2 separate regions of the Sus scrofa genome follow, and region 1 is linked to region 2. Evidence: chromatin contacts called from public HiChIP or PLAC-seq data. All regions are on one chromosome and are shown on one strand. Each heading gives the region's core, a stretch centred on a gene start, on an enhancer-like site or on the middle of the called end of the contact. The rest is flanking DNA. Distances are from core to core; before and after follow the strand shown. Region 1 holds the start of SYNGR4 (synaptogyrin-4). Region 2 holds the start of CYTH2 (cytohesin 2).

Region 1 (4,928 bases), core at 1,209-3,708, 85 kb after region 2:
TCCTTGCTTTTCAGGGCCGCACCTGTGACATATGGAAGTTCCCAGGCCAGGGGTCGAATCAGAGCTGTAGTGGCCAGCCTACACCAGAGCCACAGCAACGCCAGATGCGAGCTGTGTCTGCGACCTACACCACAGGTCACGGCAACACCAGATCCTCAACCCACTGAGCGAGGCCAGGGATCGAACCCACGTCCTCATGGATATGAATTGGTTTCACAATTCACTGAACTACAAAGGGAACTCCCAATTTTTTTTTTTTTTGGTCTTTTTGCCTTTTCTAGGGCCGCTCCCGCAGCATGTGGAGGTTCCCAGGCTAGAGGTCTAATCGGAGCTGTAGCCGCTGGCCTACACCACAGCCACAGCAACTCGGGATCCGAGCCACGTCTGCAATGTACACCACAGCTCATGGCAACACCAGATCCTTCACCCACTGAGCAAGGCCAGGGATCAAACCCGCAACCTCATGGTTCCTAGTCGGATTCATTAACCACTGCGCCACGATGGGAACTCCAGGGAACTCCCAATTTTAATTAGTTTAGATTAGAATAGCCGCATGTGGTTTGTGGCTACCCCATAGGACAGCATGGCCTTATAAAATTTAACTGTCTCTGATACTCAGTTTTCTTATCTCAAAAATGGGACTCATAGCATGCACTTTGAAGGGTGTTGCTTCCCAGGAAAATTGATAAGTGCTCAGGATAACATAGGGCGTATAGGTAGATGCTCAGGAGAAGGTGACTGCAGTTATGAGCTCTCTTTTGCTTCCTTTCCCCATCTGACCCTTCTTACCCGCCCTCCCACTCTCTCCACACTGGGTCTGAGCAGGGACAATTCCTGTTCCCTGTTACCCGTGGGGAGCCACAGGAGGGCCTCACCCCTGCAAAGAGCCGTGTGATCGTCTTTGGCCTCTTGAGAAACTGCACAGCTTCGCTGTCGGCCAGGTCCTGGAGGCTTTCCGGGATGTGCATGGTGCCTGCTCTGCTGCCTGGGCCCTGGGGGCCCAGAGCAGGGATGCTGGGTGCTGCCTGCTGGGCTCCGCCGTCTGGAGGTTCCAGGCCCACCCTGGGGCTTGGCTGCTGATGGACAAGAGGGATTAAGGGGTGGTTAGAGTCCAAGGTGCAGGGTAAAGGGGCTGCCAAGGGTCTCAGGAGAGGAGGGCATGGGATGGAGGGTTCTGGAGGAGTTCCAGTATGGGGTTAGGTGGGGTGAAGGAGCTGTTGGGGGTTCTAGGGGTGAGGGCGCGGGATGAGAGGGTGGCTGATGGTCCCATGCATTGCGGTGCAGGGTGAGGGAGCTTCTGAGAATTCCAGAGGCAGGGGTCCAGGGTGAGAGGGCTGCTGGGGGTGTGGTCCCAGGAGTCAGGAGTGCAGGCTGGGGAGGCTATGGGGTGAGGGGGCTGTTAGGGCCCCAGAGGTGCAGGGTGGTGCACGGGGCAGGGAGAAGGGGCGGGGAGAGGGTGGGATGTTGATGTCATGTCCTTGACACGGGAGCCAGAGTACCCATTTTAAGACCTGTGTTAATGGGATTTATTAGGGGTGTTGGGAGATCAGAACCCCTGGGAGGTCTGAATCAGGGGGATCCCTTTCAGGCTTTGAGATGACAGCCCCCCGAGTGGAGATCCCAGGCATCTCAGGGTAGATTTCAGGCTGTCCTGGTAATTTGGGGTGATATCCTTAGAATCAGGGCTACCCCTTAGAATTCGTTCCATCTTCATAAAAGTGCATTTCCTCAAATCGGGGGTCCGGACCGCAGATGTGCGGGGAACGTGAGCTCCAAATAGCTTCCTCGCAGAATGAGGAGGCCGAGCCCCCGGCACTAAGCTACCTTCAGAGAATCGGGGTCTTCCCTTTAAGGACTCTGGACGCTGGGGCTCAAGGGTGGTGAGTTTTGGAGGTGATGCTGCCTGACAGAGTCACCTCTACTCTGGAGGCCCGGTCTGCGTCACCTGGAGGCCTGCTCTTCCTTCCGCTCACCCTGCCCTCCTGGTCCCTAGCGCCACCTCAGACTTCTTTGGGCTCCTCTTTTTCCCGCCTTTTCGCTCCTCCACTGCTGATTGGCTGCGCCGAAGCCCCGCCCCTCTCTTTTCCCGCCTTCTCTGAAGCGGACAGGGGCAGGGGCGTGGCCTCAGAGGACGTTGGGCGGCCCGCCGTTGGCAGGCTGCGCGCGGGAGCTCGGCCCATCCCCGGCAGTCCCGGGAGCTTCGCGCTCGCCCCGCCCCTTGGAAGTCTGCGGACAAAGAGATACTTCTTCGGCGCATGCGCCGAGTCCAAGGAGGGCGAGAGAGGGAGGTGACGGGTCGCGCATGCGCAACCGAGACGCGTCCTTAGAAGAAAAATGGTTCCCCCACCCGGCTCCAAGACCCAGGATTTGCGCATGCGTCTTACTGCGGACTGAAGCCGAACCTCGGAGGCCCAGAACGCTTTTCTGCACATGCGCAAGAGGCTCAATGACAGTCGAGCGTTGGCTAAGGTGAGGGAAATGGGGAAAGATTGTATGATCGGGGTGGGCGGCTCTGCACCCCTATATAGCCTTCCGAGCATATCCTATGCCCTTAAGATCCACCTGCCGCCTAGACCCCGCAGAGACCAGTTGTACCACAACAGGGCTACTGGGCCTGCAAAACACCCTAGGACTTAAGACCTCTGACCCCAGCCTGGGACTCAAGCCAACTGAACAGTGTGGGAGAGGACTGGCACTGCGCCCTGCCTGGGGTAGAAACGGCCCCTGGAGGTTGGGACACAGAGGTGGAGAGGACGCTTTTCCCCCGATGACCTTTGACCTCTGCCCATTTCCCTCCTTTAGGCTGCGGGGAAAGGGTCTGGCTATGCTGCATGTGACCCGGGGGGTCTGGGGATCCAGGGTCCGAATATGGCCCCTGTTGCCCGCGCTCCTCGGGCACCCCCGGGCCCTGTCATCGCTGGCGGTCAAGATGGGGGAGTACCGCAAGATGTGGAACCCCACAGAGCCCCGCGACTGGGCCCAGCAGTACCGCGAACGTTTCATCCCGTTCTCCAAAGATCAGCTGCTCCGCCTCCTGATACAGGTACAGCTCACCCGGGTCCAAGAGCCTGGGGACTACCACTCCCGGCAGGCCTCGCGGCGATACAGCCCTTCATGCTATAGAGGACTGCCCTGGCGCCCCCTGGGAATTGTAGTTCCCTTCCTCGTCATACTCCCAGGTGGGCGTGGAGTGCTTTGGAATGCAAGAGACAGACCTCTGAGATGCAGGTGCAGCAGCAATTCCAGACTCTAGCTTGTTCTGAGGGCTTGAACAAGCACTCCCCAGGGCATGGTTTTTCCCTCTTCAAAACAGGTCTAATAATCATCCTCATCATTATTACCACCTAATAATAGTTATTATATCCACTGTTTGAGCTCTTACTGTATGGCCCTGTGCTAAGCATTTTCCATGTATTATGGAAATACTGAACAACCCAATAAGAGAGGTATCACCATCTTCCCATTTTAAAATGAAGTAACTGAAGCAGGAGAAGGGAAGTGACTCACCGAAGGTCATGACTAGTGGCCAAGATTTGAACTGAAGTGGTCTGACTCCTAAGCAGAGTGGGGACTAGGGTGAGACAAGTAGGCACTTACTTGACCCTAAGAGCTTAAGCGCTTACCCCACCATCACCATTATACTTGTGATTACTCTGGATTGGCATTCATTCATTTAATATATATATATTTTTAAATTATATGGCTGCACCTGCAGTATGAGGTTCCCAATCTGAGAAGCAACGCTGGATCTTTTAACCAGCTTCACCAGGTGGAGATTGAACCCCCACCTCCGCAGTGAACTAAGCTACTGCAATTGGATTCTTTTTTTTTTTTTTTCAGGGGCACCTCCATGGCATACGGAGGTTCCCAGGCTAGGGGTCGAATCAGAGCTGTAGCCACAGGCCTAAGCCACAACCACAGCAATGCGGGATCTGAGCCACATCTGCAACCTACACCACAGCTCAGGGCAACACCAGATCCTTAACCCACTGATCAAGGCCAGGGATGGAACCCACATCCTCATGGATATTAGTTAGGTTCTTAACCTGCTGAGCCACAATGGAAACTCCTTTTTTTTTTAATTGTATTTTTTAAATGATTGATTGATTGATTGATTATAATAATTCTTGATTTAACACCTCTGTGTGGACTAAGTCCTGTGCTGGACTTTATCTACATATATGTATACACACACACACATGTATATACACGGACAAATGTAATCATATCAAATTCTTACCATTGCTCTTTTGAGAAAGAGAGTGTATCCTCTGTTGCCAATAAGGAAACAGGCTCAGAGAGGTGATGACATGCACCCAGCACACTGAGGTAGGAAGCATAAAAAGTGGATAAAAGAGTTCCCTGGTGGCACAGTGGGTTAAGGATCCCGTGTTGTCACTGCTGTGATTCGGGTTCGATCCCTGGCCTAGGGGACTTCTGCATGCTGCAGGTGAGGCTAAAAAAAATAAAAAGCTGTTTAAAAATGTGCGCTCTGGGAGTTCCCATCGTGGCGCAGTGGTTAACAAATCCGGCTAGGAACCATGAGGTTGCGGGTTCGGTCCCTGCCCTTGCTCAGTGGGTTAACGATCCAGCGTTGCCATGAGCTGTGGTGTAGGTTGCAGACGAGGCTTGGATCCCGCGTTGCTATGGCTCTGGTGTAGGCTGGCAGCTACAGCTCCGATTCAACCCCTAGCCTGGGAACCTCCATATGCCGCAGGAGCGGCCCAAGAAATACCAAAAAAAAAAAAAAAAATGTGCGCTCTGAGGTCAGATTGGAGTCTCGTGTTCTGTTTATACGGACAGCATGAGGGTTGTAATTCCATCAGGCTCCTGAATACCCTCTGGAGGATGACATCATGCTGGCAGACGGTGCCTGGCACACACATAAGCATTGTGTGAATGCTGGCCAGTAATATCAAAGTGGGAAC
Region 2 (4,600 bases), core at 907-3,406:
TTAGTAGTCAAGTGCTGTGAGGGCCAGGCCTCAGGCCAGACTAGGGCTTTTTCTGGCTCTCCTGATGCCACGAGGATCCCCACTGTGGCTACACCTCACTCTGGATTGTGTATCCAGGTCTAGGGGCTCCTGGAGGGCAAGACAGGGTCAAAGTCTTCTCTGGGTCCCCGGCCTTGCCTAGCAGAGGGACGGGCCCCAGGCAGGCCTCAGAAAATGGGCGTAAAATGAAAGAATGAATGAACAAACATTTTTCTTCCATTCGGGGAACACTAATTCATCCTTCAAACCTGACCTGAATACCCCCTCCTCAGGGAAGCCCTCTTTGATGCCACCAGGCTTCCTGCTCTGAACATCCATGGCCCTGGTACCTCTCTCTCTGTTATGGCACCTGTCAACCCTCCTTTGCTCATGTCCCTGTCCACGTTCCCTACCAGACTCAACTGAGTTCCTCCTGGGGACTCCAGATTACATCAGAAGTGGGTCCAGGGAGTTCCCGTCGTGGCGCAGTGGTTAACGAATCCAACTAGGAACCATGAGGTTGAGGGTTCGGTCCCTGCCCTTGCTCAGTGGGTTAAGGATCCGGCGTTGCTGTGAGCTGTGGTGTAGGTTGCAGACGCGGCTCGGATCCCGCGTTGCTGTGGCTCTGGCGTAGGCCGGTGGCTACAGCTCCGATTCAACCCCTAGCCTGGGAACCTCCATATGCCGCGGGAGCGGCCCAAGAACCAAGAGATAGCAACAATAACAACAACAACAAAAAAAAAAAAAAAAAGAAGTGGGTCCAGAAATATGAGCAAAAAGGGGAAGAGGACCTCCCACGCAGAGGATCAGGCACAAGCAAAGGTCAGGGGACAGAGGGACAGCCAATATCTGAATCCAGGGATCAGGCCCGAGTCTGTCCACCACCACACCTCTGCTACCTGGAGATGCCAGAATCCCTGTCTGTCTTCCTGGCTGATCCCAGCCCTGTGGTCCCAAGCACCTTTTTGGGGTCCATGTTGAACTTCTTCCTGCCCATTGCCATCTTCCGGTTCCGCTGCAAGGTCTTGCTGCAGGGGCAGAGAGTGCAGGATGGAGGGTCAATGCCTGTGCATCTCCGGCCCAAGCCAAGCCCCCTGACCCCCAGGATCCCGGCCCCAGCCCTCACCTGCCCTCATTGGCCTCCAGCCCCTCGACTTCGCTCATGGCTTCGCTGAGCTCCTCCCGCAGGCGCTGGATCTCCACCAGCAGCTCCTGCTTCCGCCGCCGGATGTTCTCCAGCTCCATCCGCTCCTCGGGAGTCAGGTCCGGGGGCTCTGGGGAAGAGGGTCGGGGGTGGGGGGGGTCAGTTCTGGGGACCCCAAACCCGGATGTCTGCCATCTGCGGGAGGACAGGGGTGGGGGTGGGGGATGGGCAGGACGTCTAGGTTCGGGGAGGATGAGGGTCCAGCCTCCTCCGTCTGCTGGAAGAAGGGGTTGGGGGCCTAGATTCCTCAATCCAGAGATGGAAGGGCTGGGAATCCAAACTCTTTAGTCCGGGGGTGGAGGAAGGGGACTGGGAGCCTCAACTCAGGTCTGCGGGGAGCAAAAAAGGGCTGGAAGCTTGAGCTACGGTCCATTACTTGACAGGGGGCTGAGGCCTTGGTTTTCTGCCTCCATTCTCGGCGAGGGAGCTGAGGGTCTGGGTGTCCGGACTCCTGGGTCCATGGAAAGTAACTATGGCAGGGGAAGCTGATGACAGCTGGCAAGAGTTAAGGAAGGGGGCGGGGCATCGGAAGCCCCCGCCCCCGCCTTAGCGGGCTCTCGGTAGGCCCCAAGATTTCTCCCCACCCCACCGCCCCCAGAAGCCCCCCTTCCCGCTCCCAGCAGGCACTGGGCTCGCCCGGCCCCTCCAGAGGGAATGGTTCCGCCCCGGGCCTCGCCTCCACCGCTCCATCCCACCCCCTCCCGCCGCCACCGGAAACAGGCTCGGCCCAAACAATGGCCTGGAACGCCCCAGTCTCCAGCCCCGCCGGAAGCGCGTCCCAGGCCCCACAAAAGCAAGGCGACGACGGGGCCGAAAGGCTCAGCAAGGCGCGCTACGGGGAGAACGTTCGCGGCGGAACCTTCGGGGCGAAACTCTCCATCCACTTGCAGCCGGCCCCGCCCCTCCCCGACTCACCGTAGACACCGTCCTCCATGGCGGCTAGGAAGGCCCGCGGGGAGTCCGGGGCGGTCCCGCCGGTCGGGCCTGGATCCGCGTTGGCCCGCGGGCTCGGGTGAGCCCGCTCAAACGCCCCGGGAGCCACCGCCGCCTCCTCAGCGCCAGTCCTCAGCGCTGAAAAGACTCTCCCTTCGTCTCCCAACCGCCCCGCCAGTAGGGACCGCCCCTCGTTTTGACACCGCCCAATCTACGGCGGGACTTCTCGCCTGCCCCGCCTCCGATATCAAAGGATCGCCCTCCACGGCCAATAGACGCACAAGGAGTAGATATAGCCGTGTCCGGCAGGAGGTAGATGGTCTGCGAGGCCAATCGGAATGCTGGCAGGGGACCGGGTCCCGCCTCCGAAACTAAAGAAAGCACTTGGCTGGCTTGCAAGCCAATGAGAAGCCTCGGAAAGGAGTTGCGTGAGAAGAGAGAGAGGAATACGCCTGCGCAAGGGCTGCGGGCATTTAGGATACCATTCAACTGAGCCCCGCCTCCACCAATACGTTGCTAGGGGGCGGTACCTTATTAGGCTTGTTGCCAGGGGGCGGGGCACAACCATTGGTTGTTTCTGTGAGTCACATCTCCTAGCAGGCATAGCTGGCTTTTGACCGCAGTGGTTGCCATGCAACCGAGAGCGGCTTTGGCTCACCTTTCTTTGGGCCTCCTTCCTCTGGGCACTGGCCCCTCCGATCTCTTACCCCTTCCCATGGCCTCCCCATCAACCTCAGCCTCTTCATAGTCAAAGAGTGGTGAAACAAAAGACATTCTTTCTTCCAAATGCTAGCTTTTTGGTCCCTGTCTTGGAGAATGGGACAATAGGAGAAGGCCAGATACAGTGAAAACGTAGGCTCTGCCTTCCCAGAGCCGGCTGCCTCTCAATTTCCTCCCTCTCTCCCCCGAATTCCTCCCCTTATTTTACCACCCTACACCACCCCCGCCCCAGGACAACTCCCCTTTCCTCGGCATCCTCCCACCTTTCATTCCTCCCCCTTACTGTCCTCTCCAACCCGGCTCAGCTCACTTTCCCCTCCTCTCAAAGTCTTGTTCTTCTTAAACTCCTCCCTCCTCTCCGAGCCCTGCATCTGAGGACATTTCCCCTCCCCCACCTCTCATTCCCTTTCCTTGCAGGCAAAACGGGTGCAGGGACCTGGTTCAGATGGAGAAACTGGGCAAAAACCGCCTCTTCCCTCGCTCCCCAGGCCCTGTCATGGACAGATCCCTAATTGGGTCTGAGGTGCTGTCTGGGCCTGGTCCTCATTCAACGTCCCTGAACCAGGCAGGTGGGGACAGATTCCCAGCCAGGACCTGGTTAAGCTGACAGATTAGACACGGACCTTCCTAATCCCCTCAATGACCTTTATGAGTGGCTCAAGCCTGCCCTCCCCAGCGAGTGGAAACCCGGGTTGCGCCAGGCCCAATCCCACCCTCTCTCCTTCCAAGCAGAACCCTTTTTCTGTCCCTTTACCCCCAACTTAACACCCTCTTCATGCCTCTGTTTCCGTTGCCCCACAATACCTACCCCAACCATCCCGAGATGGGGGAGCAGCCAGCTAATTAATCCCATCCGGTTATTAGGTGGGGATTCAGAAGGATAAAGGGAGGTGGGAAAGCCGGAAGGGGGGACTGGGGTTGATGCAGCACTGGGACAGGCTGATGGGCAATGACAGTGCCTGCCCTCAATTCTGGGACACAGGGGTGGGAACGTGTCCTCCCTGGCACCGGCTCCTTTTGCAGCTGGCTCCCAGCCTCCTGGGCACTTAGGTAGATAGCGGCATGGACAGGGGCCAGATCCAAGGACTCACACCCCAGAAGCACACTCCGAGACACATTGTTAGGGCTCCCAGTGATTGAATCTAGGGGACAGTCTCCCCCAAACACATACATTCCCCTGACATTCTGCATCCAGTGTTCCTGTGGCTGTGGCACAGGCTGGCAGCTGCAGCTGTGATTCGACCCTTAGCCTGGGAACTTCCATATGTCACCCGTGTGGCCCTAAAAAGAAAAGAAAAAAAAAGAAGTACCTCCCCCTACACCCCCACCCCCAGCTGCAGCAGAGAGGAAGTGCTTCTGGCCATTAGCCGCAACTCACACTCCCCCTTGCCTTCGCATCAGCCGGACATCCAAGTTCAGATCCAGCTTCAGAGAGCATCTCCCATCCCACGTGCCCTTGGAAGGCCAGGCCTTCTAGCCCCAGGAGAGCTCGGGAATCTCCAGTCCCCTCAACCCCACCCCACCCTCAGCCAAGTAAGGAATCATCCTAGTGGAAAAGCCCTTGGAGAACTATGTGTTCCCACATCCCGATTTGACAGATGGGGCAACAGAGGAGAGGGGAGCGATTCACTCAAGGTCACAGTCGGTTGAAGCAGTGCTGGGATTTAGAGCAAAGTTTCCTGGATCCTGGTAAAGGTCTCTACTTAGCTCAAACTCAATTTGTGC

What was found. HiChIP or PLAC-seq counts read pairs in DNA pulled down with a chosen protein or histone mark.
Region 1: an H3K27ac HiChIP or PLAC-seq map of alveolar macrophages shows a contact between it and region 2. The contact joins the promoter of SYNGR4 here to the promoter of CYTH2 in region 2. A contact is called at or near these places in 3 of 47 Hi-C or Micro-C datasets (fetal heart ventricle, liver and retroperitoneal adipose tissue) and 1 of 2 datasets of contacts at active chromatin or transcription factors (alveolar macrophages).

What each region holds. Positions count from the first base shown.
Region 1 is chr6:53,781,694-53,786,621 of Sscrofa11.1, reverse strand. SYNGR4 (synaptogyrin-4) reads right to left here and starts at 2,458. Exons shown (of 5, transcript XM_021094669.1): 1 at 2,385-2,458; 2 at 876-1,076. The coding sequence starts at 2,432. It overlaps TMEM143 (transmembrane protein 143), which reads left to right and starts at 2,279. Exons shown (of 7, transcript XM_013998565.2): 1 at 2,279-2,469; 2 at 2,803-3,043. The coding sequence starts at 2,303.
Region 2 is chr6:53,867,031-53,871,630 of Sscrofa11.1, reverse strand. CYTH2 (cytohesin 2) reads right to left here and starts at 2,156. Exons shown (of 12, transcript NM_001144120.1): 1 at 2,138-2,156; 2 at 1,145-1,292; 3 at 980-1,046. The coding sequence starts at 2,156.